Linked DNA regions of Mus musculus: regions 1 and 2 are each linked to region 3. A link is a contact called in public promoter capture Hi-C data. All regions are on one chromosome and are shown on one strand. The core of a region is the stretch at or near the end of the contact, and the rest is flanking DNA. Distances in the headings are between cores, read along the strand shown. Region 1 holds the start of Mfsd2a (major facilitator superfamily domain containing 2A). Region 2 holds the start of Cap1 (CAP, adenylate cyclase-associated protein 1 (yeast)). Region 3 holds the start of Ctps (cytidine 5'-triphosphate synthase).

Region 1 (2,700 bases), core at 133-2,632, 2.4 Mb before region 3:
AGGGCTGGAAGAGACTGTACAGGACTCCATAGCTTCCCTCCTATAGTATGGAAGAGAGAGAGGGCAGTGTGACAGTGGGGACAACAGGCCTTCTTACAGTCTTCACTATTTCCCTTGGCTTGTTTCTGGACAGTGATGTGCCAGGGCACACAAGGGTGCTGTGGCCATTGTGGAGGAGTCAGATCTCAATAGCTCTTCCCTGCAATCTGAACTAAGAGGAGGGGAAAAAAAAAAAGCTTGACACTGAGAAACACAGGTCCTGTGTGAGCGGTCTCTGAGAGTCTAAGCAGTAACTTCACTGAAGAGGGAGAGCTGGACTTGACCCAGGCTCCTGGGGATCTGTGAAGGCTGGAGTGCCATTAGCAGAGGTGGAAGGAAAGGCAGCAAAGACCGTTCTCTGCTGGCACCTATGCCTGGCCTCTGTTTAGATGATGACGGTCCTCCCTTCTTTCAAGGACCACATTCCTCTGCATGCTCTTTCTCAAAGCTTTTCTTTTCTCTTCTCTCTTTTCTTTTCTTTTCTTTTCTTTTCTTTTCTTTTCTTTTCTTTTCTTTTCTTTTCTTTTCTTTTCTTTTCGACACAGAGGGCTGCTGGCGTCTTGTATCTCCCAGGGCTTCCTGTCTGGGAGCACAGACATAGCTCAGCCTTCTGTAATTTATGCTGAGGGGCAGAGCAGGAGAGTTATGAGTAAAGACTTTGGAACTGGACAAAACCTTTCTGGCCTGTCTGTGTCGCAACAGCTGTTCTTCTTGTGTCCCCCTTTCCTGGGTTGTAAAATGGGGATAATAATAGTACCACCCTCAGATGGCGTTCATAAGCACCCAGTGAGGTCATGTTAAGCCTGTTAGAAAGCTACCCATAAACGGCTGCTGTGGCCATGGCTCCTTCTTAGAACTTGCGAGTTCCCCTGCCTGGAAGCGGTAGCCACTGGACTTGGTAATTTTTCTGTCCCATTGAAAAAGGCCCCTACTTTTCAAAGGGAGGAAGAGGAAATTGTCGATCTTGAGACACGAGGGACATTGATAATGAAAGTTACAGCCCATGGCCTCAGGTTTGGGGGAGGGGAGAAGCCACCTGACTCCGGATTTTAAAAGGAGCTGATGGGGATTCAGAAGTCAAGGGCCACAGGCTCTACTCAGGGAAAACTCACTCTGGGGGACCTCGGACAGGTCACTTTCAGCCTGGGACTTCAGTTTCCTCGGGCGAGTCAGGTGGGTTTCTCAGCTTTGCTTAGGTAGTTAGGAGCACGCGGTGTGGGTTGCCGGCTTTGAGAACGTGGCTGAGCAGCGAGGCTCCGCCAGCCGAGATGGGCAGGCGCGTGCAGGGATTGGCTGGAGGCGCAGGCCCGAACCTTTAAGAGGCGCGGAGGGGACGTGCTAGGGAGTTTTCATCGCCGGCGTTCCTGGTTTGCTAAGTGCTAGCGAACGTAGTAGTGGCTGGGGCTGCGCCTAGGATCGGAGCCACAGGCGAGTGCCGGCCGGCAGAACACAAGAGCATCCCGGCGTCCCGGTCCCACGCGGCGTGGCCCGCGGGTCATGGCCAAAGGAGAAGGCGCCGAGAGCGGTTCCGCGGCGGGGCTGCTCCCCACCAGCATCCTCCAAGCCAGTGAACGGCCGGTCCAGGTGAAGGTGAGGTCCCGAGAGGAGGGCAAGGGGTGGTGGGCCGGCCGGGATGTGGGTATAGGGGCGTCGGAGACTAGGTCTGGCCTTGGGACACTTGGCGGTAACAGGGTACAGCGAAGCTTGAAAAAAGCAAGGAGTGCTCTGGGACCGGGAGTGATGGAGAAAGTCTGAAGCCCCTTTGCACACCCCTACAATGGGTTTGCGCCAAGAGAGGCGCCGGCAACTCTACGCGGCGTGGGGCTCTCCCCAGCGCTCTAGGTTCTACTGTGCTGAGCCACACTAGTTTCTCTCCCTAGACCTGAAGAGACCCCAGAAGTCTGAGAGTCCCTTTGGTTCTCCATCTCTCACCACCCCCCACTCTCGTGCTTTAACTCTGAGGAGGGCCACTCAAGTTCATTCATAAGAACAAGGGCTTTGCTCTTAAAGGAGCCGCATACCGAAAGCGTTTGTGTGACTGAGGGTTCACATGCACAGAGCTCCGCGTGTCTCGACATCCTCTCTCTCCGATCCGTTCTAACTCTTTGGATCTATTTAACCACACCATGAAACCATGCGGCCCCAGGAAAGGAATCTCTCACAATATAGCTAATTGGGAGGTGCTTAACTTTTCCTTTTAATTTTATTAACTGTTCTTGGAAGAAACGAGTAAGCAATTATGCTGTTACCATGTATGAGTAATCTCTACTTTCCCTGGGCAACCTCAGCCTCCCCTAGTGCTCCACCCGGAGAGGGCTGAGCCCTGCACCTGGAGCCCTTTTTACCCCTCTCCAAGGTCCCCTAGGAGCTGGAAAGGGTGCGTGTTAGGCAGATGGATGGTAGGACTGCTCAAGGGTTTGCCTGGAGCTGAAGACTCCCTACAGGGGCCCGGGAACTTTGGGACAGATTGAAAGAACAGCTGAGGATGCAGCGGGCTGGGCGCCCCCCCCCCTTCTGGTGCACTCATCCAGGACGCAGGTGGATCCTAGCTGCTGCGGGGCGTCAGGGAGGGAGCCTGGGCTGGGCTCAGGGAACTTTTGGCAGCAAGAGGATTTTCAGGTTGTGGCAGCTAGTGCCAGGTAGGGACAGGCCCATTGCTAC
Region 2 (2,803 bases), core at 41-2,540, 2.3 Mb before region 3:
GAGGCCAGTAAATTGTCCAAAGCACCTTGATCAAAGTCGGGACGCTAGTAAAGGGCTCGGAGTCAGGAATGGAACAACTTACGTCTACAACCAGAGGCACCCAATGCCTCAAATGTTCCCAGATCTATCTATCACTGGGGATGATTAAATTCATTGGTTCTAAGACAGTCAAATGCGTGCTCTGTTTAAAGTTTCAACATCTACTTTGTGACCTTGGCAAGTTATTCAGCTTCCTCATTTGAAGCTCCGAGGATGTAATGGTACCTACCGCAGAGAGTTGCTATTAGGATTAAATGAAAATGGTTTGAGCGCTCAGCACAAGCCTGGCATGTAGTCAGCGCACAGTAAATGGTAGCTATTATTACATGAACTGTATTTGTTGAATGATTGACTCTGGCATATAACACCTGCATTCAACTTGAACGCGGAGTTGTCAGTCATCCAGTCGAAGGGGTAGGAACCATAGCACAGCACTCGCCAATTTTTTTTCTAGAAATAAATCTTTGTGGGAGGATAATGACCGGTTGGAAAGTGTTAAGTCCGGAGGAAACAAAGACGCGATCCCCCGTCTAAGAAGCAGGGAGGCGAAGACTGCCCTGCAGGCTGCAGTTACAGCTCTGAATCGCACACGGGCTCATTAGCAGCCAGCTGGGCATACATAGCTTGGGGCGATGAAGCCTCAAAAGCAAGATTTTTAAGGAATGGGACAAGATCTCCTTTAATTTTGCTCATTTCATTTCAGGGACCACACCCTACAGGGTGGGAGGAAGAACTCCGAAGCCTGAGGCGGAAGCTTAAGCACAGCCACGGACCTGACCATCTATGGTCACAAAACGCACAGAGCAAACAGGAAGTGGGGCGCGAGTGGAAGATTTTCTCCACCTTCCCAGCCCTAGCCTCGGAATCGAGCGAGGGCGAGCATGCCCAGACGCTCAAAGCCTACTCTATTAGCCTCCGCGACCGAGTCCATTGCTTTTCTGTACTACAGACAGGGAAACCAAGGCTTGCACGCCCAGCCAGGGGCGAAATTTGGTCCCGGTCCCCCCAACCACCAGACACTGGGTCTCAGAGCCTTCTAGCCCCACTGTTGTTCCCTGAACCTCTTCCGGACTGAGGCTAAAAACGTAACGACCTCAGTCTCCGAGCACAAATTGACAAAACAAGCAGCCACTCAGCTGTCTTCCTTTGAGGAGGTGGGGCTTGGTTAGGAACTCCAGCTCCTTATTGGTCTGGGCCTCGGGGCGTGACCAACCGTGGACACGCCCCTTCCCCGAGTTTTCCTCCCCCACCTCCCTTGGAGGCGGAGCCCTTTTCCAAACGCTCCTAAGCCAGATTCTCTCTCCGGTGGCGGGGAATGAGGGCGGAGTCACGAGCGGAGCGGCCAAACTTCTTCCTCTCCCCCGGGCTAGCGTTACAGCCAGTGGTTCATTTCCGGTGGGGGTGCCGCGCCCAGTGAGGGCCCGGAAGTGGGTCGCGCGAAGACCGCTGGGCGGTTCTTGCCGGAAGTGGAGAGCGGCTGATCGCAGTCCGGAGGTGAGGCGGAACTCTTAAGGTGAGGGTTGGTGGTTGGATAAGGATTGGGATGGTCTTTGGGGCCCACCGGGTCCTGGCCGTTAGTAAAGGCTGTGCTAGCCTACGCGCGTTTGAGGAGTCTTGCTGAAAGGCCGGGGTTTGGGCCCTTCGGCCATCCCGGGCTCCTGGGTGCGGTCTCTTGAGGTGGGGCTGGGGTACCAGATTGAACCAGGAGGTCTTGGGGAAGCCACTTTCTCCTTGATTTCGCAGCTCTGCCTATCAGCCTCCGCGGAGGCCTGATTCCTAAAGGCATCCTAACCAACTGAATGGACCCTGGGAGACCTTAGAATTTCCTCCTGACCGGGTCTTGTTCCCATTACTCGGATGGGTAACTTGATCTCGGAGAAGAAAAGAATCTGGTTTTAGAGAGAGGTTTCCAGTCCTAGATCCTTCCTTTCCTTGGAACCTCTCTAACTTTCGATCTGGGCAGCTGCAGGTTAAAGGCTATCTGGTAGTAGAACTAAAAAAAAAAAAAAAGTTAAAAATTTGGAATGCCTGTTAAATTTAAGGTAGGCTAGTAAGCCCTGCGTTTACGTTCAGTGAGCTCCCCTTACTCTTAGACTGCCACTGTTCACTCGCAATCCAAGCTAACTTTATGGGAGGTGCTGTCCACTTCTGGATCTGAAGTCAGATGATTCAGGTTGGGTCTGGCACAGTTGCCAAGTGCCTGTGGTCGTAGGATCGCTGTGTTTATTCTGTGTTGGCAACATGGAAAATGTCATCGAATACAGCTTTGAAAAGTCTAGTCATTGCCCCCATCGAGTTAGCAGTGAAAGACAGTTAAGAAATAGTTACAAATGTGGTGAGGGTGCTGTGGAAGGACGCAGCAAGGGAGTCAGAAGCGTTTTGAAAGATCAAGAGGGTGTGTGTGTGTGTGTGTGTGTGTGTGTGTGTGAGAGAGAGAGAGAGAGAGAGAGAGAGAGAGAGAGAGAATATATTAGATAGAGGTTAGTTAGTATCAGAACTGTCAGCTGTAGCTCTTTGTACTGCTTTCCCTTGAAGTGAAAATCCAGGGTTAGAACAGCACGTTCATCATCTGCCAAGCATTTATTGGACCTCAGTATGTGTGAAAACATTTTAGCTTAGGCACTTAGCCCTTCTGGCTAGGAATACACTTGTTCTCTGGTGATATGTACAGTATGGGAGGAACCGGCAAATCAAGGGTGGTTGAGTGTGTGCACTGTGTGAACACAGAGCTACTGAGAACAGGAGAAATATCTGAACCACAGTT
Region 3 (2,700 bases), core at 47-2,546:
CTGAAGTACCAAGATGAAAGACCATGCTGCTCGCACACATGAAAGCAGGCTGGTAGACAGAAGTTCTCTTGTTGGCTTGCATTTTCTTGGTGAAATGGAAAGCAAGACCATCAAAGAGAATATGGGAGAGTGGAGGGGAGTGAAGGGGTCCCCCAGAAGAGCGACTGGGGGAGGAGTTCAGTTTTGTACCTCTTATGGAAGCTTCTTGGAGCAGAGCAGTTTGGGTATTTGGGCAGACTCAGAGCATGCTGTTGGTTGGGATCTGAAAGAATCCGGAAGTCTCCGAGAGAAGCCCCTGTAGAATTCTCCTAAGTGGTTTCTTGGAATTCTACTTGTTTGAGTCATTTTCCTGAAAAAAACCAGTATGGTCATGGGAGGCATACCTTTTCTTTAACTCTTTCAGCAAAGACAGAAGAAAAAAAAAAGCAATAAATTACTCCTAATGGAAGGAAACAAGCCTCCTGGATGGAGTTCAAGGTACAAGGTACTTCCTAAGGAAACCTTTGTGTAGTTTTTGCAGGGTGGAGGGTATTAAAAACTCACATGGGTTTATGTAGTATTCAAAAGACAAAATCATCACCTTGGGTGCTGTAAATCTTTTGCCTACAACGCTCTGCATAGAGCTGCCCTTCCAACCTCTCCAGCCTGCACTGTTCACTCTGCAAGGCTCTTCTGGACCTCGCCTGGAATGTGCACACAGACTTTTTCTTCTGCCTCATTTTCTATTCCTCCCTCCCTTCCTTGCCAGTAAACGTTTCTGCTACGTGTTCAGAACCCGCTGTACACTAACTCCCCAAGTCCCAATCGTCTGTGAAAATCCCCATGACTTGTTAGAAGTGGGCTCGTTTGCCTCTCTACATTTAGTGCCGGATGGAAGTAGGCTCGCGACAGTTGTTCTAATGCAGGCACCGTCAGGGTGCGTTGTGTGGAAAGGCAGCTGGCTAGGACGTGAAGCCAAGCGGCCCGGCCTAAGAGGGAGACAAGCAGGCACCGGGAGAAGGCGGCGGTGCGGGGCGAGAGCACGAGATGATTTGGCCCGCAGCCTGAGGGAAGGCGGATGGGAGGTGAGAGTGTCCACCGGCTATTGCGGGACCAGGCAAAGGCCCTCAGGGTTCCGGTTAGATGCGAGTCACCAGCATCCTCTAGACCTCGGGCGAGGAAGCCCACAGAACCCACAACTCCCGAGACCCACCCGCAGTAGCCACTCAACAAGCTGCGGCGAGACGTCCCGCGCATGCGCGCCCTAGCCCCACCCTCCCCTGGGCCCGCCTCTCCCCGCCCTCTGCGTGCGCACCGCCTAGAGCCCGCCTCTCAGAAAGACGGCTGGCGCATGCGGCCCGGCCGAGCACTGGCTGCCCGAGGCTCACCACGCGCGCGCCGGCCTTGCTGTGGCTGACACGAGACTCCGAAGCCGGCCTCAGGTAGGCAGACTTCAGGGATCCCGGTGGAACGGCTCCCGGGTGCAAGAGCCTGTGGCGCCGACAGAGCCCGGCGCGGACGGCCACGCCGCCGGGGCGATAAACGTCTCTTCTCACCAATCAGGGGAGAGCTGGCCCGGCGTTCTGCCCAATGGGCTGCATCTCTAACGGGAGTGGGGCGGGCAGTCCCGGAACGCGAGCTGCCGGCTCCCGCGCGCGGGCCGCGTGGCCCGGCTAAGGAAAGGGGCCGAGTCCGGCGACGCGGGCAGCCGGGCTTGGTGAGGTAGAGAGCGCGGTGTGCCGCCGCGGAGGGGTCTCCCAGAGCCCCAGCCTGTGATGGGGCCCGACTGGCGGCCTTGAGCTCCTCCCGGCGCTGCCCGGCGCGCGGGAGGAAGGGGCTTGTAGGTTCGCTGGGCCTCACGGCCCAGGCTACCCAGCTGCTGTCTCTCTTTCCAGCCCAGCGCGAAGATGCTGGCGTTCTTGAGGCCACTACGTCAGCGTGGCTGCCTTACGTCCACACTCATTATTTTAAATCCTCAGCAGCCGGGTGACGCGGGTGGGTGCTGCTGTGGTTCTCGTCCCACTTTTTACGGCGGTGCGAACCCGGGCATCAGGCACTTCGGGGCTAGATTTAGATTTCAGCACATCTGCGGTGGATCCTGAGCCTGATTTTCACCAACTTCATTTTTTTTTTTTTTTAACAAAAGCTTTCACATTTTTCATTCGTGAATTTATCTGGTGCCCCTTGCTCTATATTATAGCTCCTGTACTTGAAAAACCTTTTGTGTCTTGTCATCTTCAGAAAAAAAAGTGCAGCGTGGACATTCAACTTTGCCCATGGACTGGCCCCTGGCCATCCCTTTGCCCTAATCTTTTTTTCTTGGTGCATCCTGTGGGCTCACCTGCTTGTTCATGCTTTGCCTGATTCCTAGCTCATTTCAGTCAGTCAGCCTTACGGGCCCATTACAAGGCAGGTTTTCAAAAGGAGCTCCTGGATCCTCCCTCAGTCCAGGTCATCTCTCCCGGAGATACTTAAGTTGGACCCACATTTGACTTAAGTTTGTGGTACCCCCAGCATGTGAGTAGCTCTCCCATAATAGGTAGTTTGTAAACGTTAGGGAATGGGTCCTCTCCAACTGGCTCTTTGTGGCTTTTGGAATATTTTTTTGCCAGTCACTCTGGGAGACTGCCAGAATCTTAGTGTCTGTCTGTCTGTCTGTCTGTCTGTCTGAGTCTCAATCTCTCTCTCTCTCAGAAACACACACGCACATACACACAGAGA

What was found. Promoter capture Hi-C pulls out the DNA fragments that hold promoters and counts their contacts.
Region 1: a promoter capture Hi-C map of pre-B cells shows a contact between it and region 3, with 7 times the contacts expected there. The contact joins the promoter of Mfsd2a here to the promoter of Ctps in region 3. A contact is called at or near these places in 6 of 39 promoter capture datasets (cranial neural crest, embryonic stem cells, hippocampal neurons and 3 more) and 1 of 115 datasets of contacts at active chromatin or transcription factors (embryonic stem cells).
Region 2: a contact with region 3 is called in a promoter capture Hi-C map of pre-B cells, with 3 times the contacts expected there. The contact joins the promoter of Cap1 here to the promoter of Ctps in region 3. A contact is called at or near these places in 4 of 39 promoter capture datasets (cranial neural crest, maxillary cranial neural crest, pre-B cells and 1 more) and 3 of 115 datasets of contacts at active chromatin or transcription factors (astrocytes and embryonic stem cells).

What each region holds. Positions count from the first base shown.
Region 1 is chr4:122,959,870-122,962,569 of GRCm38.p6, reverse strand. Mfsd2a (major facilitator superfamily domain containing 2A) reads left to right here and starts at 1,382. Exons shown (of 14, transcript NM_029662.2): 1 at 1,382-1,629. The coding sequence starts at 1,537.
Region 2 is chr4:122,884,563-122,887,365 of GRCm38.p6, reverse strand. Cap1 (CAP, adenylate cyclase-associated protein 1 (yeast)) reads left to right here and starts at 1,290. Exons shown (of 13, transcript NM_001358035.1): 1 at 1,290-1,552.
Region 3 is chr4:120,568,872-120,571,571 of GRCm38.p6, reverse strand. It overlaps Ctps (cytidine 5'-triphosphate synthase), which reads left to right and starts at 1,296. Exons shown (of 19, transcript NM_016748.2): 1 at 1,296-1,421.